Linked DNA regions of Mus musculus: all the other regions are linked to region 1. A link is a contact called in public HiChIP or PLAC-seq and promoter capture Hi-C data. All regions are on one chromosome and are shown on one strand. The core of a region is the stretch at or near the end of the contact, and the rest is flanking DNA. Distances in the headings are between cores, read along the strand shown. Region 1 holds the start of Zfp870 (zinc finger protein 870). Region 2 holds the start of Cd320 (CD320 antigen). Region 3 holds the start of Angptl4 (angiopoietin-like 4). Region 4 holds the start of Marchf2 (membrane associated ring-CH-type finger 2). Region 5 holds the start of Pram1 (PML-RAR alpha-regulated adaptor molecule 1). Region 6 holds the start of Akap8l (A kinase (PRKA) anchor protein 8-like).

Region 1 (3,255 bases), core at 206-2,705:
ACACACACACACACACACACAAACCACAATCTGCCAGCACACCAAGAGACATTAACTGTGTCAATAAGTAGCAACACTCATACCAGATCATACCAGAAACACCAGACACAGGGGCTTTTGGTCCACAACAGATGGAACCCTCTTACCTGAGACTAAAACCAGAGAGTGGCAGGGTCAGCTGTCAAAAGCCAGCAAAATTGTCAACTCCTGGATCACCATGTCCCTCACCACAGCAGTTTCTTCGTGGCAAAATATTCAGCCCACCTGAAAGTCACCATCCAATAGCCTGTCCTCCCAAGAGGCATTTGGCATCTACGTACCTGCACTGCCAAGCCTTAGCTGGTCCCCTGGAGACTCCCCCCTCACCTACCTCAGCTCTCTACCTGTGTCTTCAGGACAGACGGATTCTGCAGGCTCTTTAACTATTTCCTAGCCATTTGTAACCTGTGTTGTCTCTGGTTGTGTGAAATGTCCCCGTGTGATCTGCTGGTTGATGTTAGGGATTCAAACTGGAATCACTAGGTGTGGAAGTGCACATCTTTCATCCCAGCACTGGAGAGCAGAACTAGGCAGATCTGTGAGTCCAGGACCAGTACCAGCCTCAAGGGTTGTATGTTAGATATCTTGCATATCAGATGTTTACATTACGGTTCATAACGGTAGCAGAATTGCAGTTATAAAGGAGCAACAAAGGTAATTTTATGGATGGGATCACAAAATGAACATTAGGAAGGTTGAGAGTCACTGCACTATGGGCATTTATTCCAGAAAGGATGGGGCCACTCGCTGCTCCAATATGTCTAACCCCCCTCCCCCGCACACACACACCCCGGCACCCCCCACCCCATCTCTCTCTCTCAACACTGAGAATCACAAAGTCCTCTGGGTAGCTGCGCCCTGAGACACTGCATAGGGTGTGTCGAGATTTTCAGGGGAGGACGAAGCAGTTATAGGACTCGTGTCCTAACCTTCATCATCCACGCAGCTCCACCTTCATCCCCCGTAGAAGAGTCCCAATCCAACTCCCAGAGTTGGCTCCTCAGGATCCTCCCGAGACCTTGGTGGAGAAGCCCAGCTGACCCCAGACGCTGCAGCGCTGAGCGCTCAGAGAGGAAGAGACCACCGCTCTGTCTGATGGACCAGCTCCACCCAGCGGAATCGGAGCGGCAAGACCCAGCGGAGCCAGATGAGACTCCGCTGCAGACTCAGCTGTCTTGCAAGACCTGCTCCCATTGCGGTCTCCGTCTGCTGCCGCAGCATCCTGCCCACATCTAAGTCACAGGCCGAACGTACCATTTCCAGCCCCGGAGTGTCCTGGTGTGCTCCTGCGGCTCCTGCTGTCAGTGAAGGCGACTCTGATATCTAGGCCTGGCATCTAGGACATACTTCCAAATAACACAAACATGCCTAATTTGGGGGGCTGGGGAGGGGGTTTAAGGAAACAGACCTCGGTCAGACAAAGCCCCTCATGCAAGAAGCGTACTTCTCATTGGACACTTCAGACACTAAAGTAATAACCTTTACCCTGATAGGCCAGCGAGCCTAACCTTTCTCCGGATAGGCCAGCGAGCCCTTGGCTCAGGTCCTGGAGCGCTAGTGACAGGGCATACAAGTTTTATTAGGCAAATTAGCAAGCAGATTTCACTCTAGACCCCTGCGTTCTAGCCCTGTCTGGGTGACTGTGTGCATGCAAGCGAAGTTTGTTCTCTTGCTTGTAACAATTCACAGTGAGCCGTTCCTAATTCTTCCTCCTAAGAATGGGGTCAGAGCAAGAGAATTCCAGACTCTGGTCACGGAGACAACTCTTAAGAGCTGCTTTGAGTAGGATTAGGAGGAAGGGCCTTATTAAAGGAAACCTCTCAGCCCGCTCTCATCTTCCCACATCCCACCGCTATACCGCCAGTCTGTACAAGACTTTGCGAACTATTCCACCAATAAAATTCACAAAAATAACCAGGTGGTGGTGGCGCATGCCTTTAATCCCAGCACTTGGGAGGCAGAGGCAGAGGCAGGCAGATTTCTGAGTTCGACGCCAGCCTGGTCTACAGAGTGAGTTCCAGGACAGCCAGGGCTATACAGAGAAACCCTGTCTCGAACAAACAAACAAATTGACAAAAATAGGCAACCTGACTTGTCTCTCACCCTGCAGTTTCAAAAAAAAAAAAACAAAACAAAACAAAAACAAAAACAAAAAGCAAAAAACCAAACAAAACAAAAACAAAAAATGTTTACCCAGAAAACCAGTTTCTGGGCCTGTTGAAATCAGTGCCCTCCTGCCCTGCTCTCTACTGCAAAAACGGATTTTCAGAGCCTTTGTGATGTGTTCAGGTTTGGAGGCCTTATTTTCTCAGACCAATAAACATCTGCTCTTGCTGTGTGTTAGGGTTTGTATTAATTAGGGTTTTATTGCTGTGAAGAGACACCATGTCCAAGGCAACTCTTATAAAGGCAAACATTTAATTGGGACTGGCTTACAGTTTCAGAGGTTCGGTCCATTATCATCATGGTGGAAAGCATGGCAGCCTCCAGACAGATATGGTACTGTAAGTGTTGGGAGTCCTACATCTTAATCAGAAGGCATCCAGGAGGAGACTGTCTTCTCCAGGCAGCCAGGAAGGGACTCTCTTCTGCACAGGGCAGAGCTTGAACACTAGGAGCCTCAAAGTCCACTGCAACAATGACATACTTCCTCTAACAAGGCCACAAGTCTTAAAAGTGCCACTCCCTGGGCCTTGCCAAGCAATTCAAACCACCACATGGTTCTTTAGCATAACAGAACACACACACACACACACACACACACACACACACACACACACACACACAGCGGGAGAGAGATGTATAAAATAATTTACAGGCTGTGGTCTAACTAGTCCAACAATGACTGACTTTGAACAGAAAGTCCAAGAACCCAGTAGTTGCTCAGAACACAAGGCTGGATGTCTCAGCTGGTGTTCAACTGATATCAGAGTCACAAAGAGCTAGGCTCTAATGCCAGTGTAGAAATGGACTTGCAAGCAAGGCAAGAGCAAGCAGGCAAAGAATAAAAGCTTCCTTCTCCCATGTCCTTATATAGGCTTCCAGCAGAAGCAGAAACCCACATTAGATCTGGATTAAAGATCTGGACTAAAGGTATGTCTTCCTATCCCAAGAACAGGATTTAAAAGCATGTGTTTTCTCCATTCAACAACAACAACAACAAAAATATCTAGATTATAGGTGTGTTTTTCAACTGAGAGATCTGAATTAGATGTG
Region 2 (3,255 bases), core at 539-3,038, 950 kb after region 1:
TGGGTATGGGGGACCTTTGGGATAGCATTGAAAATGTAAACGAGGAAAATACCTAATTTAAAAAAAAAATGGGAATGGGTGGGGGGAGGGGGGGACTTTTGGGATAGCATTGGAAATGTAATTGAGGAAAATACATAATAAAAAAAAAAAAAGAGGAAAAAAAAATGTAGGATGATCCCCACCCTCCCCTGGGCTGTCTTACTTACCTCTGTCTGCATCCCTCTCTGCCTGAATACCATTGCCTTCTCCAGAAATTGGTGAGGCTTACACAGTACACTCCAAAAGTAGTCATAACCTCTAACATTTACGGTGGTAGAGAGGCCATCCATCCACAAGCAGCACCATTTGTGTGAAAGTCTGGACTTCTATGTAGCCTTCTGGTCTACATTCTGGGAAACTTAGCCATTTGAAGGTTAGTGACTTGCCTTCCAGCCTTGTTGGGAGGTAGTGTCATAGATTCTTTTTTTTTTTTTTTTTTTTTTTTTCTTTTTGGTTTTTCGAGACAGGGTTTCTCTGTGTAGCCCTGCTGTCCTGGAACTCACTTTGTAGACCAGGCTGGCCTTGAACTCAGAAATCCACCTGCCTCTGCCTCCCGAGTGCTGGGATTAAAGGCATGCGCCTCCACGCCCGGCCAGTGTCGTGGAATCTTAAGGTAGAGCTATGGAAAACGTAATGTGAAGAATAAAACACTAAGCTGGTACATGACTATATCCCCAATACTTCGGAGGCCAAAGCAAGAGAGAGGATCACTAGTTTCAGGCCAGCTTGGGTTACCTCAGACCAGCAGAAACCACAACATCACTAGCCACATTGGATAAGCTGACTCAATGCATTCAACTGTGGAAGTGGGATGAGAAAACCCAAGGCTGCCAATCTGTATCAATTACAATTAATACAATTGTAGTATCAATCTACCAGGCCCATGTTAGAATAAATGTTTCTCAAGTGTGTGAGAACTAGAAGTTAATGAGGTTGGGATGGGAACCAAGGAGATGGTCAGTCCAGGTTCGAAGCCAGTAACTGTTCACTCATTTGATCATTCCATCATTCCCTCACTATTTTCGCCATTCATCAAAGGAAACCAACATCCTGGTTCGCCTGCAGCTGGCATTCTAGGGGGCAATCAAGACAATAAAGCTAAAATAAGTAAAATCCTTAGGTGGCACAAAGGAGGGACCTGCTGGGGAGTGTTCACAGGGTGTGGCTGCCATATTCATTGGGACCATTGGGCAGTGATATTTGCAGTAGGCTACATGTGAAGTTTAGGTCAAAATTGCTAAGTTCATTTATATCCCTAGAAGGTTTATTTTTATTTTTGGTTTTTTGAGACAGGGTTTCTCTTTGTAGCCCCCGGTGTCCTGGAACTTACTCGGTAGACCAGGCTGGCCTGGAACTCAGAAATCTGCCTGTCTTTGCCTCCCAAGTGCTGGGATTTAAGGCGTACACCACCACTGTTCAGCAGAAGTTTATTATTTCAAGTTAATGTGGTTATTTTCATGGAACTGGGGATTAAACCTAGAGCCTCCTGAATACTACTAGGCAAGTGCTCTACTACTGAACTACTCCCCGAATTCCTGTTTTTTATTCTGAGGTAGGGTCTCCTTTAATAGCCTAGGTTGGCTTTGTTCTTCCTCAGCCTGTAGAATATCTGGGAGTTACAGGCCTAGGTCACCAAACACATTAGGTTTTACTGCTAGGAAGAAGCCAGGAGGAGCCCTAAAATCAAAGTACCCTTGTATTCGGGTACTTACGGTCGCAGGCTTGCTTGCGCCACTCCCCCCTGCCTTTGTGTGCGCGTGCGCGAGAATCAGCGCGTCCTTCTGACTGAGCGGCTGCGGCTGGAGCGGAGCAGTTCGGCTAGCTGTTGGATGGCGCGGGGCGGAGCTGGGCGGGCAGTGGCCCTGGGCCTGGTGCTGCGGCTCCTCTTTGGTCTCAGAACAGGCCTAGAGGCCGCTCCGGCTCCGGCCCATACCCGGGTCCAAGTCTCCGGTGAGTGAACCCCCGTTTCTACACCGCTTTTGATCCCGCCTCCACGCGCTGGCATCGCCTCACTATTGGCTGCGCCGCCCATCGGTCGTTGACACTCCCCCAGCACGCGTGTTTGGCTTTAGCGTGGGTAGAGTGGAGAGAATCGGCCCTCTGTGCGTGCAGAGGGGACCGCCACATGGGTGCCTTCTCCTGTGTTCTGCTCAGCTTCCTCCCTTATTCCTGCGCTGTCCCTAAGTCACCTCCAAGCCGTCCTTCAGCTCAATGTGGGCTGGAAGGCTTTTGTTTCTGATTTTGACCTCTCACCACGCAGGGCTGGTCACCCGGTACCTTCTTGCAGCAGGTATGCCTTCCCGAAACCTTCAGCCCTGAGGCTGCAGTTCTGTGGCTGTTCTTTCAGCACCCAGAGCTTCAGTTTTTCCTTGTATTCCTGCCTCAGAGAATGGAAGGAAGAGCCCTGGAGTGTATTTCCCCTGTGAACCCCAATCTTGGCCAGGAACCTGTCCCGGGCAGGACGAGGAGGCCCGATTGTGACCACTGGCCACTACTGACCATCCACTCTGTATGAGAATAGGTCTTAACTGTTTCAAGGTTTTTTTGGTTTGTTTGTTTTTGTTTCTGTTTTTAGGTTTTTATTATGTTTTGATTTTTTTTTTTTTTTTCCAAACAGGGTCTCACTTTATAGCTCTGGCTGTCTGCAACTTGCTATATAGACTAGGCTGGGCTTGAACTCCTAGAGATCCACCTCCCAAGTACTGGGATTAAAGGCAGGCACTAGTTCCCCTTTTTTTGAGACAGGGACTTACTATATAACACAGGCTGGACTGCTGTTTTCAACTTGTGCCTTAGGCTCCCCAGCACAGGGATTATTAGGTATGGACCATTGTATTTGGCTGTTTATGGATCTGTACCCATAAACTACCCCTCCTCCCACTTTCGGCTGTTTTGTAGCTCCAAGCAGTCTTCTTGTTCCAGCATCCCAGGAGCTGGACTTACTATTGAGCAACATTAAGTCTGGCCTTAGTATTCCTCTTTTACAGATGAGGACATAGACTGGGAGGAGGAATCATGGGTCATCCTGACTCCTGTCTGATTAATTGCCCCCAAGAGGTATAGGGTCTGCTCTGCTCTGGGCCCATTCCAAGAAAATACAGAGTCAGGAAGAGAAGGTCTGAGTTGGCAGGACTGTGAGTTGTTAGGCATGGAGAGGAGGCTATGCTGGGCAGGAAGGGGTGGTGGCCAGGGCTTGTATTCAGTTCTTCAGCTCTC
Region 3 (3,255 bases), core at 226-2,725, 890 kb after region 1:
TTTCCCTTTTATAGTTACATCAAGAGATGTTGGAGGGTTCCAAACCTCGGGAACGCACACACATCCACACACAGCCCTGGATTCCTTTGCATGATGTCCCTGAGCTACACCACCATCTCCCAGAACCCCTGAAACTTTAGCTCCTTATGATCTGCCTTCCTCTACTTGTTCTGGTTAACGGCTAATAAGATTTTGGGAAGATTCTTGCTGGGAAAGAATGGTGGGGTGGTCTGGCCAAGCAGGATCATAAGTGAAGAGGGTGCAATATATAAAAATACCCTTGATGAGAGCCTAGTGAGCCCACAGGAACCCAAGGCCAGAATCTCTTTCTTTCCTATTAAGGTGGACCTGACAAGAAGGCTAAGGATTGGAATGGCAAGTGGGGTGGTTGGGGAGTTGCCAGATGACAGCAAAGACCAGAGATACTCACTGTGTAAGTGGGTGGCGTTGGGAGTCAAGCCAATGAGCTGGGTCATCTTGGGAAGCCTCTTTCCCCTCGAAGTCTTGTCTACTCCATTGTCTAGGTGCGTGGGGGCCAAGAGGTCTATCTAAGACCGGGCAGGAAACGGGTGGTTAGATCTTTTGACTCATGCCATAACAACTGCTTAGCCACATTTCATCACTACATTTCACCCCCACTTTGTTTCCTCTTTCCCATTTGGGCCAATTGCTGGGGTAATTACCTGGCTCTGAAGATTCTGTATTCTCAGATTCTGCTTTGATAGGTATCTCTGCTGCTGGGCCACCTTCTGGAACAATTGCTGGATCTTGCTGTTTTGAGCCTTGAGCTGAGTCTGAAGATATGCAAGGCTAGTGAAGACCTGGCTTTATGTCGGCAACCTCCTCTTATTCACCCTCCCTTCTACCCTTTCACAGTCTGCTCTGAGGCCCTTCTCCACCCAGGTCCTGGAGTACTAGACTCGTTAGTCTAAGTAGAGTCAGAGTCCTAGTAGATGCGCCTACCTGCAAACTCTGCAGAGTCTCAGGAGTCTGGCCTTCAGGGACTCTATCCTCGGAGTCTTTGAAGGGTGCATCTTTTCCCTTGGGCCCCTGACAAGCGTTACCACAGGCAGCCATGCGGCGCTCCAGCGCGCCCAGCTGCCCACGGGTGCGCTCCACGTGTTCGCGCAGCCCATGGCCGAGCTGTAGCAGCCCGTGAGCCAGCAAGTTCATCTCGTCCCAGGATGCAAAGCGCGGTGGCTCTGGCTGTGCAGGGCGCCCTTGCGCGCTCAAAAGCCCCGCAGTAGCCGCGCATAGCACCAGGGCAGCGCCTGCTGTCGGAGCGCAGCGCATGATTCTGGGGGTGGCCTTGGGTGCAGCAACGCTAGGACTCCGGAACGCAGGAGTTCAAGACCCAGCAGCTGGAGTTCTGGGGGAGCCGGCTCAGACTTAGACTTGCTCTGGTGCAGAAGAAGATCTGGAGCCCGTAGCTCATAAGCGTTTCACGGTTGCACCTAAAGCCCCACTTTATAAAGCGGGTGTGGGAGTGGGAGGGAGAGCATTGGAGGCGGGGCCCGGGGGCGGAGCGAGTGGCCAAGTTTTAGGGTGCAATGCCACAGGCTTTGTAGTTACGAGTGTGTGTGTGTGGCGTGTGTGTGTGTGTGTGTGTGTGTGTGTGTGTGTGTGTGTATGAAGAGTTCTTGGGGATGGCTGCTTCGCCTTCCTTGCGACCTAATAAGCGACGTGACTGTCTGTGCACTGCATGGTTCATCCTAAGGCCGGAAATTCCCAGCCCTAGCCCGCATCCCAGCCCGGTTCAATGGAGGAAAGGGCGTACAAATCAGGACGTAGATGCCTTCTTTTTTTTTTTTCCCCTTCCCGCTACGTGGATGCCTTCTTGACTGACCCCTTCTCAAGTCAAAAGCAAAGTAGGGCAGAGTTACGTGGCAGAAAGTTCTCTCCCTGGTAGGCTGAGTTCAGATGGCAAGTGGGGGATTACAGAACCTTGCTCTCTGCCTCTTAGAGGCTTCCTGAGATCTTTAATCCACAGACCAGGCGGAACCCCTGCCCCCACTCTCACTTCCACCACCTTTCTGGCTCCCACGCTCTTTCCAGCTCAAGCATTCGTCATTGCAGATGTGTTTGTGAGGATCACTAACACCCTTGTTCAATTAGTCACCTCTTCCTGGCCAAATAGTCAATAGCTGGGATTTCTGTCTACATTGTAGAGATTGCAACCCTAGGCTTCCTCCTGTTGCCTGTCCTCCACCACCAGGGGTCTTGGTGTCCAGGAATTTACCTGCGTTAAAGGAGGATCAGTGTCTGAGGACAGACCTGTCATCCCAGCTCTTGGGGCATGGAGCAGAAGAGTGTGGAATTCATCTTGAGCTACACAAGTGAGTTTAAGAGAGCCTGGGCTACTCTGAGCCAGGTCTCCAAACAACAACAGCAACAACAAAACTGGTGGCACGCACCTGTAAACCCATCACGCAGGACACAGGGGAATAGTACAAGCTACAAGCTAGCCTGCTCTACATAGTAAGTTACAGACCAGTCAACGCTGAAACAGCAAGACCTTGTTTCAAAACAAAACAAAAACAATTCATAGTTATGCATACTTTAACTCCCAGCACTGCAGAGCAAGAAGCAATTGGAGGAAGCTCTGTGAGTTTGAGGTCAGCCTGGTCTACATAGTGAAGTTCCAGGCCATCCAGGAAGAAGACCTTGTCACAAAACAACAACAACAACAACTAAAAAAGCCAGGAGGAACTGGAAATCTATCTTACCAGTTAAGAGCATTTACATCTTTTGCAGGGGATCTAAGTCCAACAGCTCACAGTCACCTATAATTCCAGCTCCAGGAGCTATGGTGACTTTGACCTCCTCAGGCACTCACACACATGCACACAATTTAAAACAGTCATTTAAACATTTAAAAAGCAGGCTGGAGAGATGGTTCAGCAGTTAAGAGTACTGACTGCTCTTCCAAAGGTCCTGAGTTAATTCCCAGCAACCACATGGTGGCTTACAACCATCTGTAATAGGATCTGATACCCTCTTCCGGTGTGTCTGAAGACAGCTACAATGTACTCATATAAATAAAATAAATACATCTTTTTTAAAAAAAATTTAAAAAGCAAACAATCTAGAGAACATCAGCAAAGATTTCCCTTCCACACCCATCCATTCATTCACTCATTCCATACAGCCTAGATCCTGTACTGAGTTTTTTAGTTTGTGTATAAATCCTACCTTTGAGCAGGGGAGAGGGACAAGGCAGAGACAAAAGAGGACTGGGGTGGGGCAGACAGCTTT
Region 4 (3,255 bases), core at 432-2,931, 830 kb after region 1:
CCATGTGGTAGCTCACAACTGCCTGTGACTCCAGTTCTGGGGAATCCAGCACTTTCTTCTGACCTCTGAGGGCTCTTACATAATACACATAAATTCACAGAGGCACACATACATTTAAAAAAAAAATGGTATGGTGGCACACAAGCTTAGTCCCAGCACCTGGAAGGCAGAGGCAATCCAATCTCTAAGTCAGCCTGTTCTCCGTAAGGAGTTCCAGGACAGCCAAGGCTACAGAGTAAGACCTCAAAAATAAAAGAACTAAACAATACCAAAGTTACACTAAATAACCCAGCGGAACCTTGAAGTCTTCCTGCCTCAGCCTCCAGAGCACCTGACCTAACAGGCCTGTACCACCATGCTCCATGCCCTAGGCACTTTATTCTGCCTCTGTCACTGATACTGTATGTCTTGATTCAAGTTAATTTGCTTTTCTGGGCCTCATCCATCTCTTTCTTACTTTAGGGTGTGTGTGTGTGTGTGTGTGTGTGTGTGTTGTTTTTCTTGGCAGTACTGAGATAAAACAAGGGCCTAGTGCATGCTAGGCAAGTACTGAGCTAGACCCCCAGTCCAGAAACTAAGTTCTAATCCCAGAAGCTCTACTTCCTATTTGCTGTATGGCCTTGGGCAACAGCTTTAACTTCCCTGAACTTCAATTTACTCATTTAGATGAAAGGAATTACTTTTAATACTTCTACCTAGTATGTTTCCCACTAACCACATTAATTCTGACTACAGAGTTTTTTTAAAAGTGTTTTCCCCAGGCATGGTGGCGCACACCTTTAATCCTGGCACTCGGGAGGCAGAGGCAGGCGGATTTCTGAGTTCGAGGCTAGCCTGGTCTACAAAGTGAGTTCCAGGACAGCCAGGGCTATACAGAGAAACCCTGTCTCGAAAAACAAAACAAAACAAAAAAAGTGTTTTCAATTATATTTATTTTGCTTGTATTTTTGCATATGTATGTGGTGTATATTCATGCAAGGGTGTGTCTATGGAGTCCAAATGACAACTTTCTGTTGTCAGTTTTTCTTTCACCATATGAGACCTCAAGACTGAACTCAGACAACAAGCACCTTGACCAGCTGAGCTATCTTGGCAGTCCCTGACTACTGTTTGAAAAACAACATTTTCAGTACAGTGCACTGAGTAGCTTTTTGTGAAGCGCCCCAACTCTTTATAATGTTAATAATCACCCAAACAGAACCGTTATGAAGAGGGTTTCAGAGTGACATTAGTCACTTATTGACCTCCTACTGTATGCCAGGCGCTTTTCTCATCAGCCATTTCCTAAATCATGTTGGCTCCGAGATGACCCACTTTTCCTAGATGGGGAAACCGAGGCTCACAGAGGTTTCTCCTGCGTGGCGAGGCTCGGAGACCTCTCACCAACCTTGAAATGATAATTGAGGTGCCTGCGTCCTGAGCAGGGCTAAGTAAGGCCAAGGGTAGCGCCCTATCTGTCCCGCTCGAGTACTCAGCCGGAGGCTCGAACCCGGAACCTGGGAAACCTGCCTACATACTCGGGTCAGGCCCATTCGCTGTTCCGTGCCTACCTGTTCCGCGGCCGGGCCGGGCGACCGCGCAGGCCCCTCGGTTCTCCCTGGCCCGGGTCCCGGCCCGGCCCGGCCCGTCAGCAGCGGCTTGCTCCGGCTCCGGCGAGCACCTGCGTCCGGGCACCGCCCGCCGAGCAGACAGCACGGCGAACCAATGAAGACTGCCTCTGAGTATCATCTGCCAATCAGCATACACGCCCCGCCCAAGAAGGTGGGGCCTTCAAAATACGGGACGTCCTGGGCGGTCCAGGCCCCGCGGCGCCGCAGCTTCTGACTCCGCCCCTGCTGCGTTCTGGCTCCACCCCCAAAATGGACCCCGCCTCATCCCAGCTCCTCCCCCATCCCAATCTCTGGCTGTAGACTTGCTGCCAGAGCCTGGAGCAGAACAAAGGCGAGCTTAAGTAAACAACTTCACACTTGCCAAATAACTTCTTTCCGCCTTCTTCTCCGCTCCCCCCGGCCCCCGTTTGTTTGTTTGTTTGTTTGTTTGTTTGTTTGTTTGTTGTGTTTTTTAAAGACAGTTTTAATGTAGATCAGGCTAACCTCGTACTCACTCTGTAGCCAAGGATAACCTCTCTGATCCTCTGGCCTCCACCTTCCCAGTTCTATCGGGAGCTAGAATGGAATGAAGTTTTTCTTCCGTGCTAGGCACAAACAGTGTGAACTGAGCTACATTTTTATCACACTTACCAATCCTAGGGTGGCTATGATCACATTTTGCAGAAGGAAATCCGCCCAAAGGGGTTAGAGTTCTGTGGAGGAAACTAAAGCCATCATCATTTACTCATCAATTATTCAAGCAAGACATACATTCAAAAAATGGAGCAACAGATGGTAGAAAGAGCTGTTGAGATAGATCAGCGGGCAAGAGCTCTTGCATGGCAAACATGAGGATCTGAGTTAAAATCCCCAGCATCCACATAAAAGAGCTGAATAGGGCCTCGAACTCCTGTAACCTCAGTGCTGTAGATGGTGTAAACAGGAAGATGGCTGGGGTTTGCTGTCTGCCAATCTAGCACTGGTTTCAGTGAGAGAACACTTAGCAGTACTTGCCTAGCATACACAAAGCCCTGGGCTTGGTCATACATGCCTATAATCCCAGCACCCAGGAAGTTCAAGGTCACCCTCAACTACACAGAAAGCAAGGCCAACCATATGAAGGAAAACCAAAAAGATCAAAATTCTGTAGGAAGCATTATTATGGTCCAGGCATGTGCAAGACCCTGGGGACACATTAACTAATATAAATATTGTGAGACAAACATTAGCGGTTTTTAATCATTGTGTTTGCTTATTTGTTAGAGACAGGTCTTACTGTGTAGCCCAGGTCCTGCCTCACCCTCACAAGCGTAAGATTATAGGCATATGCCACCACAGCCCCACGTTATTAGTATGAATTATTATTCTTACAATGCCTGTGATGGAGCCAGCAGCCTGATACATTAGGTAGGTGCTCCACCACTGAGCCACACCTTAAGCTTCATGGTGGTGGTGGTGGTTATGGTGATGCTGATTTGGTTTGGTTTGGGTTGGGTTTTTGATAGAGGGTTTCCTAAAGCCCAGTGTGGCTTTGAAGTGGATATACAGACAAGGATGACCTGGAAATCCCGCTTCCAAGTTCTAAGTGTGGGCATGCCTGGCATGAGTCACCACGCCCGGCTTTAGTAACATTTTTTTTAATTTGCCCACAGAATATGAACATATA
Region 5 (3,255 bases), core at 242-2,741, 750 kb after region 1:
TCTTTTACTCGAGACAGGGTTTCTCTGTGTAGCCTTGGCTGTCCTGGAACTCACTTTGTAGACCAGGCTGGCCTCGAACTCGAAATCCGCCTGCCTCTGCCTCCCAAGTGCTGGAATTAAAGGCGTGCGCCACCACTGCCCGGCTTCATTGTATTTTTACAAGGCACTGCAACAATAGCCTTAAACTACCAGACTTTCCAATCCTCCTGCTTTTAACTCCCAAGTGCTGTTTTATGAGATTCTAGAAATCAGATTTAAGGCTTTGTACATGCTATATAAGTACACTACCAACAGAGCTACAAACTTTGGATTTAGTTTATGTTATCTTCCTTCACAGGGTCTCAACTTTCCAGCCGGGGGATGGTCATGCACTTAATATCCTCTTCTCCCACATGCGAGGATTACGGATGTGTGCCACTATACCTGGGTAGAACATGTACTTTTTTGGTTACGTTTCTGAGTCAGGGTCTCATTATGTAGTGCTGGCTGGCCTGAAATTCACTATGTAGATTAGGCTAACCTTGGAAATGTAGTGAACTTCCTGCTTCTGCTGGGATTACAAGTATGCACCACTACGCCAGTTGCTTAGAGCATGTACTTTGTGACTCCAGGGACATAGACACATGTACACTCATCTATACACCAGAACCATCCTGCTAGGGTGTAAGTAGTCCTCCTCCTTGGACCACATCCCAGACTGGTGACATCAGAATCTCTGGAAGATATTTTTTTAACAGCTCAAAGAATTCTATTCTGTTCCCAAACTGAGAATCATACCTCTGAACCCTGCTGAGTGTTCTTTGTTCCTGTGGACTGAATCACGTGTCAGGGCTCTCCTTTCCTATATCTACCTTTGTCCCACTTTGGGCTTCATTTTCCTGCAATCCAGTTTTCTTGTTTCTCCTCTCTCTGCTTCCTTTAACCACTGTGAACTTGAGAGGTCCTAAAACCCCATACCTTCACAGCAACAGTGATGTCCCTTCAGCCCAGGACTTAGACATCTTTTAATGCCACCCACCCATAAGTCTGCTTATCCCAGTTGATGATGCTTTGGGTGCATAGCCCTGGCTGATGGGGCATTTGTCACCTTAACAGGGAAGTCCTGTTGAGAGTACAAATGGTGAAACAAGGTAGATGAAGCAATACAGGAGGACAGATATGTCCTCACCATTGCAACAGCCATATCCTAGGTCTACCTCTTTAGAGACGTCTTAAGACCCAGAGAAAGCCATAAAATCCCCACTAAGGTGCTGTGACTGTCCTGAGTTTGTCCTAAGCTTGCCTCTTCAGAGACAAAGCTTGTCAGGACCCCAAAGTGTTAAAACTAAGGGGGACAATAGGGAATCAAGAGGCTAGTAGGAGCTAGGAAACTTGTGCTTTATAGATGTGCTTAGGTCTAATGACCTGACTTTGGGGACAGTAGTGGACAGGCAGGAACTCAAGGAGGGGACAGAAAGGCTATCTCCGCCTCCTTCCTCCTCTGCCCTCCCCAGCCCAACAGCTCCGACTTGGTGTGTCAGCCCGTGGAGCAGAAACCACACTTAACTTCCTCAAGGCAGAAGCCTAAGCTCAGAGCTCATTCACCCTGTGGTTCATCATCCCCTGAAGCCATGGTGAGTCCTCAAGCCCCCATTGGAAGTTCATTCAGGTAACAAGGGTCCCAAGTAGAAACTGGGGAACTGGTAAATATGCCCTCATGGGTAACCTAGCAGAACAGAGCTAGAACAGTCTTGGGGATGAGATGGCACAGGAAAAGATAAGAAACAACCAAGGCATAATAGCTTGAGCTCTTGTGGACCAGCTTTGTATCTGTGACTGCAAGGCAGTGTGGTGCTGGTTGGGTCTGCCTGGAATGATATACCCTCAATCCAGGTCAGCAGCTGGGATATAAGCAGAGGTTTCCTGTGAAGTGATTAAATGGGTCACGCACCTGCTACACCAGTCCCCATCTCCAGTCCGTTACCCAAGCTGTGCTCTGCTAAACCCTTCCTTATCTACCCTTGTGGTCATCAACTCACTTAGACTGGGGCTTCAACAAAGAAATGTCTGACCCCAGGCAAGAATTGCTTCCTTCCCAGAGATCCTTCTGAGTCCATCTCTAGATAGATTTACAAGGTTCTGTCCTCTCTGTCCTCCAATCTTTTTTACCCTTGGTGAAGATAGGCTGGGGATATCTACCAGCACCTATGGCAAAGAGCAGGTCAGACTTGAGAGCACCAGAAATGTTCTAAACATATCATATAGTGCCTGTACATTTGGGGAGCCTCCCTTCTGGTCCTCATGAGACATGTCAGGGACTATGACACCTAATACCCACATCTTAGATAGATGTATGTAGAGCTTGTTAACTTAGTTAGAATGGCTAGCCAACAAGCCCTAGAGGGCCTCCTGGCCTAAGCTCTCCAGAGCTAACTAGGATGACAGGTACTGCTCCTGACTTTGTTATGTATGAGTACTGAAGCTAGAACTCAGGCTTGCATGACAAGTACTTTACCTACTGAGAAATCTCTCTAGTCCCCCCAACTAAATTTTAACAATTTATAGTCAAAATGGGTATGGTGGTATACACCTGTAATGCCAGCACTCAGATGGCTGAAGCAGTAGAACTGTTGAATCCCAGCCTGGGCTACATAGTGAGAAACTGACTTAAAATAAACAAAAAACAAAAAAAGGAAAGGAAAGGAAAAAGGAAAAAGGGAAAAGGGAAAGGGAAAGGAAAGAAAAAGAGAGGGGGGCGAGGAGAGGAAGAGAGAAGAGGAGAGGAGAGAAGAGAGAAGAGAAAAAGAAAAGCAAGCAAGCAAGCTAAACTAATGGTGGCACACACCTGTAATCTCAGCACATGGGAGGCAGAGGCAGAAGGTTATCCTCAACTATAAAGCAAGTTTGAGGCCAGCCCAGGATATATGAGACCCTGCTTCAAAAAACAAATTAAAAAAAAGGAGGAGGAAGAGGAGGAGGAGAGGACGATGACAAAAAACCCTCATCACTGGGAAGATATAGTTCATTGCTAGAGCTTGTTTAGCAAGGTGCTAAGTTCCATCCCTAACACCACAAAAATAAAAATCCTCAAAACAACCCTAATATAAGAACTAATATAAAAAACTTCATAGGTAATGGGAGACAAAGAGAGTAGAAAATGTTGGTGACTGTGGGCAACTGGGAAGAGAAAACTGATTTAAAATGGGGTTATCTCCGAGGTCACCCTTAAGGAGCATTATCATAAAGACACAGAGGAGGAAGAGGAGAGACCCATGC
Region 6 (3,255 bases), core at 271-2,770, 540 kb before region 1:
TAAATAAAGTAAAGTATGTTGTGGTGGAAGCCATACTATGCGCTTCAGGCTGCAGAGTTGCAGCCCTACCCTTTATCCACTAGATGTCAGTAGCACTGCATACCAGTCCCCCACCTCCACCCCCCCCCTGCCCATACACACATTATATAGATAAGACAAAACAGGACTCCAGATATTGCCAAATGTACCCCTGGGAGGTGTGAGGCAGGCAAAATCACCCTGGTTGAGAACCACTGGCCTAGAGGATGGTTGTTAAAAATCCCAAGGTTCTTGGCAAGCATTTGACCCAGGGGCTTAGGAGGACTGGCATAAAGCTCAGGTTCCATTGAAAGCCTTAAACATTCCAAACAGAATGTGGGTTATCCAGCAACCACTTAAGTTCAAGCCTGAAATACCTCCAGTAAAGTGGGAGGCACTGTCTGTGGCACTGACTGATAAGTTTCATTGGCAAACCCAGGGAGCCTTGGCAACTAACTCACTCAAGAATGATTCTACAGTCACTCAAGCATATTCCACACCCCTCACCATGCTCCTCACCCACCTTCCTCTTTGCTCAAATATCACTGATCTAAGTAGGTAGGCGGTTCCAGCCCAGTATGTTTTACAGCGACAGCTATCTTTACTCTTTCCTATTTTGCTTACATCTCTTCTTAAACGTCACCCTTCCCAGAGGCTTCAAAGCTCTCCGTGTAATGGCTGAATCTCTTCAGGATACCCAAGACCCAAAATAATATATTTATTGTATTTTGTCTGTCCTCGCCTATAAGATGCTTAAGAAATTCTTGTCAGCATTCAGTGTCTATTCAGCACCTGATTCGGTAAGTTGAGTGGAAAGTAGTCATTCGTCACCAGGGTTCAAGCTTGCTCTCTAAAGCTCCCTGCAACGGTTCAGAGCCTTCATATAGATTTACAGATTCTCACCGCCCCCTGGGGGAGTGAGGTAGGGGAGGTTGGCTCTCCCCCCCTCCCGCTTTATACCAGATGAAGTGGGGGGAGTGCCATGAGTAAGGGTCTGCGACGTTTTGCACAGAAACTGCTCAAGGGAGGCAATGGCGACAGCAGCCGCCCCAACGGACTGATCTCAGAAGCTCAGGCCTGAGAAGCGACGTCTTAGACGTGGGTGTCCGTGGGGCACTAGCCAGGGAATGACGAACGGAGGTGCGGGAAGCCTGAACCTAACGTTGAGGCCCAAGACCTACGGTCACAGAAGACACAAGCAAATCCTTGAGTAGCCAGGAGAGTCCAAGATGCCCGGCTGAGGTCAGTGAGAGCCGAAGCTTGAGGGATGCGACCCCGAAGGGAAGAGCCTAAGACGCCATTTTGTGACCACAGAGGGCAATGACCACGACACTACAAGAGGAGATCCTAGCATGACTCAGCCCGTCCTGACGCCCCGGCCCAGAGCGCTGCCTTCACCCTGTTGGGCCTACCTGTGTAGCTCATGGCCGCAGAGAACACCCGAGCCGTGGACACAGACCGCTACTCTGCGCGTCTGACGCCACAACAATCCCTGGGGTCCTTCCACACACGCTCCAGCCCCGCCTCCTTATCTCATTGGCTTCTGCAAACCTCGGACTTCACGCCTATTGGTTTCGCTACCTGTCTATTTTTACACCTCTTCGTGACAGTGGTTGGAGATACTGCCAACCCCCGACGACCCCGCCTTACTCTCCGCCTCCTGTTAACAAAAACCTGCGCCAATAGGCCAAGGGGAGAAGATGGAAAGGTTCGAAGGGGCGGAGCTGCATGCAACCTAGAGGTCCGAGCCCACGCGTGTGCTCGCCTGGTGTGTGCGAGCGAGACACTTGCCAGCGTGAGCAGAGACGACCGTCTTGCGCCCCGCCACTGAAATGAAGTCAAGAATGGTAAAGCCATGTTGAAAGGAGAAAATTAGTATCTAACTGCTAAACAAGGTCCTGACAAACGTTATGTGAGATAACGTTAAAACAAACGAAGAAGGCCATGTGTAGTAGCTGACTTCTGTAACCCCAGAATACCGGAGCCTGAGACAGAATGACTCGAGTTTGAGGTCAGATTATACTATATGAATTCTAAGCCACTCTGGGTTCCAGTGAGTCCCCGTTTCAAGGAGGGGTAAAGAATTAGGGCCAGTTTCACAAAGTAAATAGTAAATATTATTTTCTTATTAATCGTTACATAACAATTAATAGTGTTTGTAAGGATATAGCTTGGTGGAAAAACATTTTATCCTAGCATGTACAGAAGGCCTTATGTGAGCTCTCCAACTGCAAAATAAAGATGCTTTTGAAAATTTTATGTGTATTAGTGTTTTGCTTGCGCGTGTCTGTGTGAGGGTGTCAGATCACCTGAACTGGAGTTTCAGACAGCCCTGAGCTGCCATGAAGGTACTGGGAATTGAACCTGGGTCCTCTGGGAAAACAGCTAGTGCTCTTAACTGCTGAGCCATCTCTCCTGCCTCTCAAAAACCACTTTAAAAATAACTGTTTATGTGTATGCTATTTGTTATACAAGTAGTATATCTCAATGTATCATATATTATTGCAAATGCTTGACATAAGAACCTATGTTCAATGCTCAGCTCCACAAAACGAAAAATGTAACCCAGTACCAGCCTTGTTCTAAGCACTATGCCTGGCTCCTCCTGGCTGTGTGGAAAGTCACCATGGGAGGTATCCTTGGAAGAACCCTAAAAATAAAACAATGGATAAACTACAGCAAGCTCTGCTTCTATGATTCATGTACCTTCTTATGGTTTTGAGAAATGTTAAAGTAGGTGTTCTATTGGTATTAAGGAATGTTTATCAATTCTTTTTAGGCTTATGTATTTGTTTTGCTTGAATATATGTCTATGCAACTACATGCACCCCCAGTGCCTGAGGTGGTCAGAAGAGGGTACTGGATACCCTGGAGTTACTGTGAGCTGCCATGTGGGTGCTGGGAACCAAATCCAAGTTCTCTGTAAGAGCAGTGTGTGTTCTTTGCCATTGAGCCACCTCTCAGTTCTTGTTAGCAGTTTCTTTAGGGGTAATAACAATGGCATTCTTTAAAAGGCCTAGATCCTTCAAAGAAACATACTGAAATAGTTGATATGATAGCCAAAACTGTTCTTCACAATTTAGTTGGGGCAGGGGAGGTAGAGAAGTATAGATTAGGCTGTTGCTGTGATTAAAAGGGCTTGTTTTTACCATTTGTCCAGATACAATGTCCTGACGATAATTTCTCCCCACTTTTGCAAAAGAAAGCCAGTTGCAGTGGACCATGTGCATGTGACCC

What was found. Promoter capture Hi-C pulls out the DNA fragments that hold promoters and counts their contacts. HiChIP or PLAC-seq counts read pairs in DNA pulled down with a chosen protein or histone mark.
Region 2: a contact with region 1 is called in an H3K27ac HiChIP or PLAC-seq map of embryonic stem cells, with 2.9 times the contacts expected there. The contact joins the promoter of Cd320 here to the promoter of Zfp870 in region 1. A contact is called at or near these places in 2 of 39 promoter capture datasets (both in liver), 3 of 115 datasets of contacts at active chromatin or transcription factors (astrocytes, embryonic stem cells and large pre-B cells) and 1 of 9 other capture datasets (embryonic stem cells).
Region 3: a contact with region 1 is called in a FOXA1 HiChIP or PLAC-seq map of pancreatic cancer cells. The contact joins the promoter of Angptl4 here to the promoter of Zfp870 in region 1. A contact is called at or near these places in 2 of 39 promoter capture datasets (embryonic stem cells and liver) and 3 of 115 datasets of contacts at active chromatin or transcription factors (microglia, neural tube and pancreatic cancer cells).
Region 4: a promoter capture Hi-C map of liver shows a contact between it and region 1, with 2.8 times the contacts expected there. The contact joins the promoter of Marchf2 here to the promoter of Zfp870 in region 1. A contact is called at or near these places in 3 of 39 promoter capture datasets (hippocampal neurons and liver) and 1 of 115 datasets of contacts at active chromatin or transcription factors (large pre-B cells).
Region 5: a contact with region 1 is called in a promoter capture Hi-C map of hippocampal neurons, with 2.9 times the contacts expected there. The contact joins the promoter of Pram1 here to the promoter of Zfp870 in region 1. A contact is called at or near these places in 2 of 39 promoter capture datasets (3T3-L1-derived adipocytes and hippocampal neurons).
Region 6: a contact with region 1 is called in a promoter capture Hi-C map of stem cell-derived epiblast-like cells, with 2.2 times the contacts expected there. The contact joins the promoter of Akap8l here to the promoter of Zfp870 in region 1. A contact is called at or near these places in 1 of 39 promoter capture datasets (stem cell-derived epiblast-like cells), 3 of 115 datasets of contacts at active chromatin or transcription factors (embryonic stem cells, pancreatic cancer cells and trophoblast stem cells) and 1 of 9 other capture datasets (pancreatic islet).

Annotation. Positions count from the first base shown.
Region 1 is chr17:32,890,148-32,893,402 of GRCm38.p6, forward strand. It overlaps Zfp870 (zinc finger protein 870), which reads right to left and starts at 1,456. Exons shown (of 4, transcript NM_207245.2): 1 at 1,294-1,456. The coding sequence starts at 1,296.
Region 2 is chr17:33,841,303-33,844,557 of GRCm38.p6, forward strand. It overlaps Cd320 (CD320 antigen), which reads left to right and starts at 1,789. Exons shown (of 5, transcript NM_019421.3): 1 at 1,789-1,989. The coding sequence starts at 1,869.
Region 3 is chr17:33,780,100-33,783,354 of GRCm38.p6, forward strand. It overlaps Angptl4 (angiopoietin-like 4), which reads right to left and starts at 1,476. Exons shown (of 7, transcript NM_020581.2): 1 at 964-1,476; 2 at 684-794; 3 at 431-548. The coding sequence starts at 1,293.
Region 4 is chr17:33,716,996-33,720,250 of GRCm38.p6, forward strand. It overlaps Marchf2 (membrane associated ring-CH-type finger 2), which reads right to left and starts at 1,682. Exons shown (of 5, transcript NM_001252480.1): 1 at 1,551-1,682.
Region 5 is chr17:33,636,565-33,639,819 of GRCm38.p6, forward strand. Pram1 (PML-RAR alpha-regulated adaptor molecule 1) reads left to right here and starts at 1,492. Exons shown (of 10, transcript NM_001002842.2): 1 at 1,492-1,613. The coding sequence starts at 1,611.
Region 6 is chr17:32,349,057-32,352,311 of GRCm38.p6, forward strand. It overlaps Akap8l (A kinase (PRKA) anchor protein 8-like), which reads right to left and starts at 1,521. Exons shown (of 14, transcript NM_017476.2): 1 at 1,431-1,521. The coding sequence starts at 1,443.